2 separate regions of the Sus scrofa genome follow, and region 2 is linked to region 1. The links are chromatin contacts, called in public promoter capture Hi-C maps. All regions are on one chromosome and are shown on one strand. The core of a region is the stretch at or near the end of the contact, and the rest is flanking DNA. Distances in the headings are between cores, read along the strand shown. Region 1 holds the start of METTL2A (methyltransferase-like protein 2A). Region 2 holds the start of ITGB3 (integrin subunit beta 3).

Region 1 (2,727 bases), core at 68-2,567:
TTCCACCACTACTACTAACTAACTGCTTACCTCTGGGCAAGGCACTTAATGTCCCGAGGTCCAAGTTTCTTTAACTGTGAAAAGAGGATATTGGACTATATGATTTTCAAAATCCCTTTCAACCTTGCTTTTAGTCTTTGTCAAACTAGGTAGGGTGAATATCTTGTAGCTGGAATTGTCTAATTATTGCTCAGAACTATTTCAGAGGGTACTACTCTTCCAATTTCTGGTCCTACCTTCCACTGACACTTAGGACAAGGTGCCAACCAGTCCTAGTTTTAGTATCTAGGGATATTTTGCATTGAAATCATCCACCTCTCCAGAAGCAGCCTCTTTTTCTTTGACCAAACTTATCTCCACTCTGCTTCATCCATCTTTCCTTGGCAGAAGCCCCTATATTCCCATAGCCATCATGCAAGGAAAAGACACATAATTCACCAGTCATTAGCCAACCCCCCCTTGCAAAACGATATTTAGAATGTGACCACTTGAATTTAGCTTTAATGGCAATATTTCCTCAAAGTATAAGGATGCAGAAAGTACATCCTCTAAGCAATCATGTGACTATATGGCTGCCATAGTTAGACATATTAATCTTCAGTTAAATCACTAAAAAATGCTATCAAATACAGGTGCCTTCTTCCAAATAAAAAACCAAAACCAAAACTCCCTCTATGCCCCTAACAAGATTTAAGGCGCAGCCCTTTTTCTATCCTTGCCCATCCCCTCCTCCTCCCTTTCTACCCCTGAGTTCGGTACCAATCCAGTAACCAAGATTCCCGGCGGCCTCGGTTCTCTGGCCTCTCCGGAATAGCACGTCCAGCAGTACACTGATTGTCGATACCATTTAGGGCCCACTGGGCGCACCTTGCTTTTCCTGGCACACGCGCTGGCTACTGTTCTCCTGGACTTTCCTTTCCGCCGCGGCGGCCTGCTCTTCCGACCACTCCACATTGTCCCTGGGAAAATCAAACGGGCAGCTTAGGGGCCTCAGGTTCCCGCTGCTGGCAGGTGAGTCTCTGGCTCCGGAGCGCCTCTCCTGTGGGAGAAGAGCGCCTCGAGCAGGGAGTGGGACTCAAGGCTGGCCGTCAGGGGCTTCTCGGAATGATCCACGGCTCCGGGGCAGAAAGCGAGCCGCAGTTCGGGCGAGGGGCAGGGCGGTTACCAGGCATTGTGGTGGAAAACGCGAGCCGGGTCGCTCAGGAACCGGCTCCCAAACTGCTGCCTCTTCCCACCAACCGCAGTGTGAGACTCTTCTGGGTAGGAGCCGTCCATGATACCGGAGCCGGAAATCCCTATCTCTCCGTAACGCGAGAACTTCCTGCGGGCCACGCCTCCTTACGGAAGGCGCGGGGTCTGGGCGGGAAAAGACGGAGTTGGGGCGGGGCGGCCCCGCAGTCCCGCTTCAGGGCGGTGCTCGGGCTTCGCCGGGTGGGGCGGGGCTCTTTGCGGAAGAGGAGCAGAGGAGCACACCCGCGGAGTTTCGCCCGGGAGTTTTCCTCAGATGAGACGGGCGAGAAAGTGGGCGACGTTCCACTTGAGGCTCCTTTAAATGCTGGGCTTCTTTAACAGGCTCTTCAGTTTCCCTTAAGTTGTAAGACAGGAAAAATCATGAATCACGTTTACAATTAAGGGTACATAGTTCCACTGCAGAGCTAATGTCCAGGATTGAGGATGGTAACCATGGTGAGGAGATAGAGCAGTTTTCCAGGTTCTTTAGTCAACTTTTAACAGTATGAAAAAGGAAGAGCCCCCCCCCCCCGAGGATATGAAAGGGATTTTTCGAGAACACGAGGTCTATCCATTCAAGTCAAATATTCAAGAATAAGTTTAAAAAAAATTTGTAAACGTCCTTTTTGAAATTATCCGTATGAGAGCTTATTTGCACAATCAGAATTGTAATAATGCTCATATCGTTTGTTGTATTAATACAACTTCAGCCGTACATTTCTATTTTGATAATTACTACAAACTCATTTTCAAAAAAGTATGCTGTCAAACGTATGATTGAGAAGACTTGCAGGAGAAGAGTGATGACTACCATTTGGAAGAAGAGAAGGGAAGGGTTAATTATTTTTTTAAGTAATGTAGTACTAGATTTAGCTCACTAGTAACCAGTAATAGTTTACTCTTGCTGAATCTTTCTCTAGGCAAAACCAAGGGAAGCAAAGAAAGATTCTGTACCTTTCCCACCAAAGAAGTGGAAACAAGCCCTAAAGCCTTTTTAATCACAAAGAAAAATATAGAAGTGAATCAAAAAGATAAGATAGTAAAGAACTTGTGCTTTATTTGAAGACAAAATACTTTTGCCATTCTCATGGTCTTTTGAAACATTTTGAACAAAAGCTCTTTCCAAAAAGCAAGTACAGGATTTTTATCTTTTCTCAAGGCCAGCTGTTTGCACATAAGGTTTATATTTATTGGTTTATATTTATTCTTGGCATCTTGTTCTCTCATCTACAGGCTTTTTCTCCTCCACACGCCAAAAGCTGTTTGTGGTCTCCATCAAGAGTCTCACTGTGTATCTTCTTGCAGTCTCACTGTGAATCTTCTCTCACTTGAAGTTACTTGCTATATATTAGTTCCAATAATTAGTGCCATTTAAAATGTCAAGCAACTTGGGTCCTTTAGTAAAATGTGATAAAGTATCCTAAACTTAACTTTTATACAATTTTCTTTGGTCGACCTGTACACCTCATTTTCCTCAAATTTTTGAAGCACCTAAAA
Region 2 (2,727 bases), core at 165-2,664, 440 kb after region 1:
CAGGGCAGAATGACGGAGATTCATAATTTTGTGCCATTGCAGAATAAAGGCATCAGTTGACTTGTTTGAGCATTTATCACATAGGAAGCCTCGGCAGTAATAACTTAAACAGCCCCCTATATATTATTTGTAACTCCTTCATCAAGTTATGGATCATAAATTGTGGTGATGGTTTCATGAGTCTATAATTATATCCAAACTCAAGTAATATACATTAAATATATACAGCTTTTTGTTGTCAATCATACCTCAATGAAGTGTTAAAAAAAAAAAAAGATACTGTTGCCCTGTCAGGTACAATCTCTTATACACGAGTCATCAAGTCTTTCTGAATAATTATTCTCCAAATGGGCTTAGCAATAAATCTTACTTTAAAAAAATATCCTCTGCAGGCTCTAAATTGCTTTACAGTGAGTACCACTCTTTTCTTTTAAGGTAATATGTGCACACCTGTTGAGTCCTCTGCAGAGGAACGTTGCTGTGTATCAGGAGCCAGAGTTCTCCCTGGAAAGGTCACTCGGGCTCCGGAAAGACCAAGGGCAGCACCCCCGGGCTGTGCTCTGCCCCTCCCAGCACCAATGAGGCCGAGTGCCAGCTGCCTCGGCAGTTGATAGCGGGTGCAGCGGCAAGACAGACAAAGCCAGGGAGCCAAGCCAGCTCCAGGGGACCCCTGGTGTGGCTGCTCGCCTACACCGGAGACCTTTTCGGATGCTGGGTTTGTCCCGGAAGCAGAGGCACGGCTGCCGCCCAGGGACCCTGTAGGAGGCAGAGCCCTCATCCTCCTCAGAGTTGCTCCCGCTGGGAGCCACCAAGTAAAAAACAAAAATTTGGGAAAAGTATAACACAAAGAGAAAAAGGAATGAGGAGTAACGGGTAAATCTGCGCGCGCACGTTCTCTTATCCGAGAAGCACATCCCTCTGTCAAGATGCGGACCAGCTCTGGGAAGCCCCAGCTCGCCTCGGTTACCGGACCCAGTCTGCCTTCGCGCGGCCAGGACCACCTGCGACGCGCGCAACCCGGGCTGAACTCGGGGCTCAGAGATGCGCCCCCGGCGCCGCGCTCGCCGACACCGCGAGCAGGCGCCTAACCTCGCTAACTAAGGGCTCGCTTCGGCGTCGCGGACGACCCGCCCCTAGGTAGCCCCTCGCCGTTGCCACAGCCGAAGGTCCCCAGCCTGGCCCTGAGCACTCCGAGCTCAGCCGCGCAGGACCCGCCCGCCCGCTTTCCCCGCTCCAAGTCTGCACACGCGGCTGCGGCAGAATGCGCGGCACGGCTCCCCGAAGAGCTGCGTCCCGCCGCGCGGGAGCCTCACTCACCTCCGACGCCGACGCCCGCCAGCGCCCCCACCACCAGCACAGCGGCCCAGAGCGGCCGCGCTCGCATCTCGTCCACCCGCTGCCGCCCTCCGCCTCAGCTGTGCCCTCCCTCCCCACAGCGAGCAGCGGCGCCTGCGGCCGCTTTTCCCGCAGCCAGAGGGGAGGGGACGCTGTGGGTGGGACGCAACGGGGCGGGCCGTGGACTTGCGCTTCCTCCCCTCAGGTCCTTTGCTGGACCCTCCAGAACAGAGAGGGAAGTTGGAAACCGTCGCTCCTCTCTCGCCGCCTCAGCTCAGCCCGCGAGCATCCGCCTGCCTGCAAGTCAGGCACGACTGAGACCCGGGGCGGGCGAGGGCGCATCCTCCACAGATGTCCTGGTCCCAGGGTCCGCGCTGGCACCTGGTATGCTTAGAAAATCCAGGCGCCTGTGGCCCCTCTCCGGACCTAGGTCATCTCCCCGGAGACGCCCACGTGGCTCTTTTTCTTTCTTTCTTTCTTTCTTTCTTTCTTTTTTTTTTTTTTTTTTTTTTTTTTTTTTCTCTCTCTCTCTCTCTCACCTGAATTCTCCTTGGGCACTTTCTGTCCGAACCTTGAGTTTCATTCACTCACATATTCGTGCATTTACTTGACAAACCTATTGAATGCCTACTCGGTGCCAGGCACGGGCTTAGTCCTTTATTATTCACTAATTTTTATCTGGGGAGTAGTTTGGTTTTCCCGTAGACCGTAAGCCTCTAGAGGACAAAACCACATCTTAAGTTTGTGTGTGCAGTTGAAGTCCACAAAGGGACTTTCTCTTCAAATGCTCGCTCAGAGTATCTGATAAAAGTTTCAGAACACAGTCAATATATGGCCTCCATGCAAACCTACAGGCCTTGGAACTTTACTGCATTCTCTTCAAAGCCCTTCTGCTTTTCCCCAGTCCTGCCTCATAGACTCTGGGTCTTCCCCAAACTAGAAACTTCAAAGTTCAAAGAGGCAAAATACTAGGGCTGTGAACAGGAGGCCACCAGGGACAGGGGCGGGTGCAGGCTGTCTCAATGGATAGCTCTAAGATGATTTAAAAAAACAAAAAACAAAAAAACAAGGCCTGAAACATAAGGCAGAATTTGGATATCTCTCCAGTTCCTGGGCTCCTCTAAAGGCTTTATGGCTGCCTGGAAAACCTGTTGCTTCCTCAAGCCCTCAAGACACACAAGATGCCTGAAAACTGGCCCTGGCTCAGATCTCCAGCCTAGCCCTAGAATATACTTAGCATTCCCAAACACTCCAGGCCTTTCTATCTGACTGATCTTACTTCTTTTTTCTGCTTGGAAAATTCCACTTATCTTTCAAAACATCTCAGATGTCACCTCTTCCAAGTAATCTTGTCTGATGCCCCCACCCTCAGCAAAGGTGGGCATTCCCTCC

The links. Promoter capture Hi-C pulls out the DNA fragments that hold promoters and counts their contacts.
Region 2: a promoter capture Hi-C map of fetal skeletal muscle shows a contact between it and region 1, with 4 times the contacts expected there. The contact joins the promoter of ITGB3 here to the promoter of METTL2A in region 1. A contact is called at or near these places in 2 of 5 promoter capture datasets (fetal liver and fetal skeletal muscle) and 2 of 47 Hi-C or Micro-C datasets (brain and fetal skeletal muscle).

The regions. Positions count from the first base shown.
Region 1 is chr12:16,307,239-16,309,965 of Sscrofa11.1, forward strand. It overlaps METTL2A (methyltransferase-like protein 2A), which reads right to left and starts at 1,318. Exons shown (of 9, transcript XM_003131301.5): 1 at 1,166-1,318; 2 at 868-959. The coding sequence starts at 1,275.
Region 2 is chr12:16,750,814-16,753,540 of Sscrofa11.1, forward strand. It overlaps ITGB3 (integrin subunit beta 3), which reads right to left and starts at 1,415. Exons shown (of 15, transcript NM_214002.1): 1 at 1,318-1,415. The coding sequence starts at 1,384.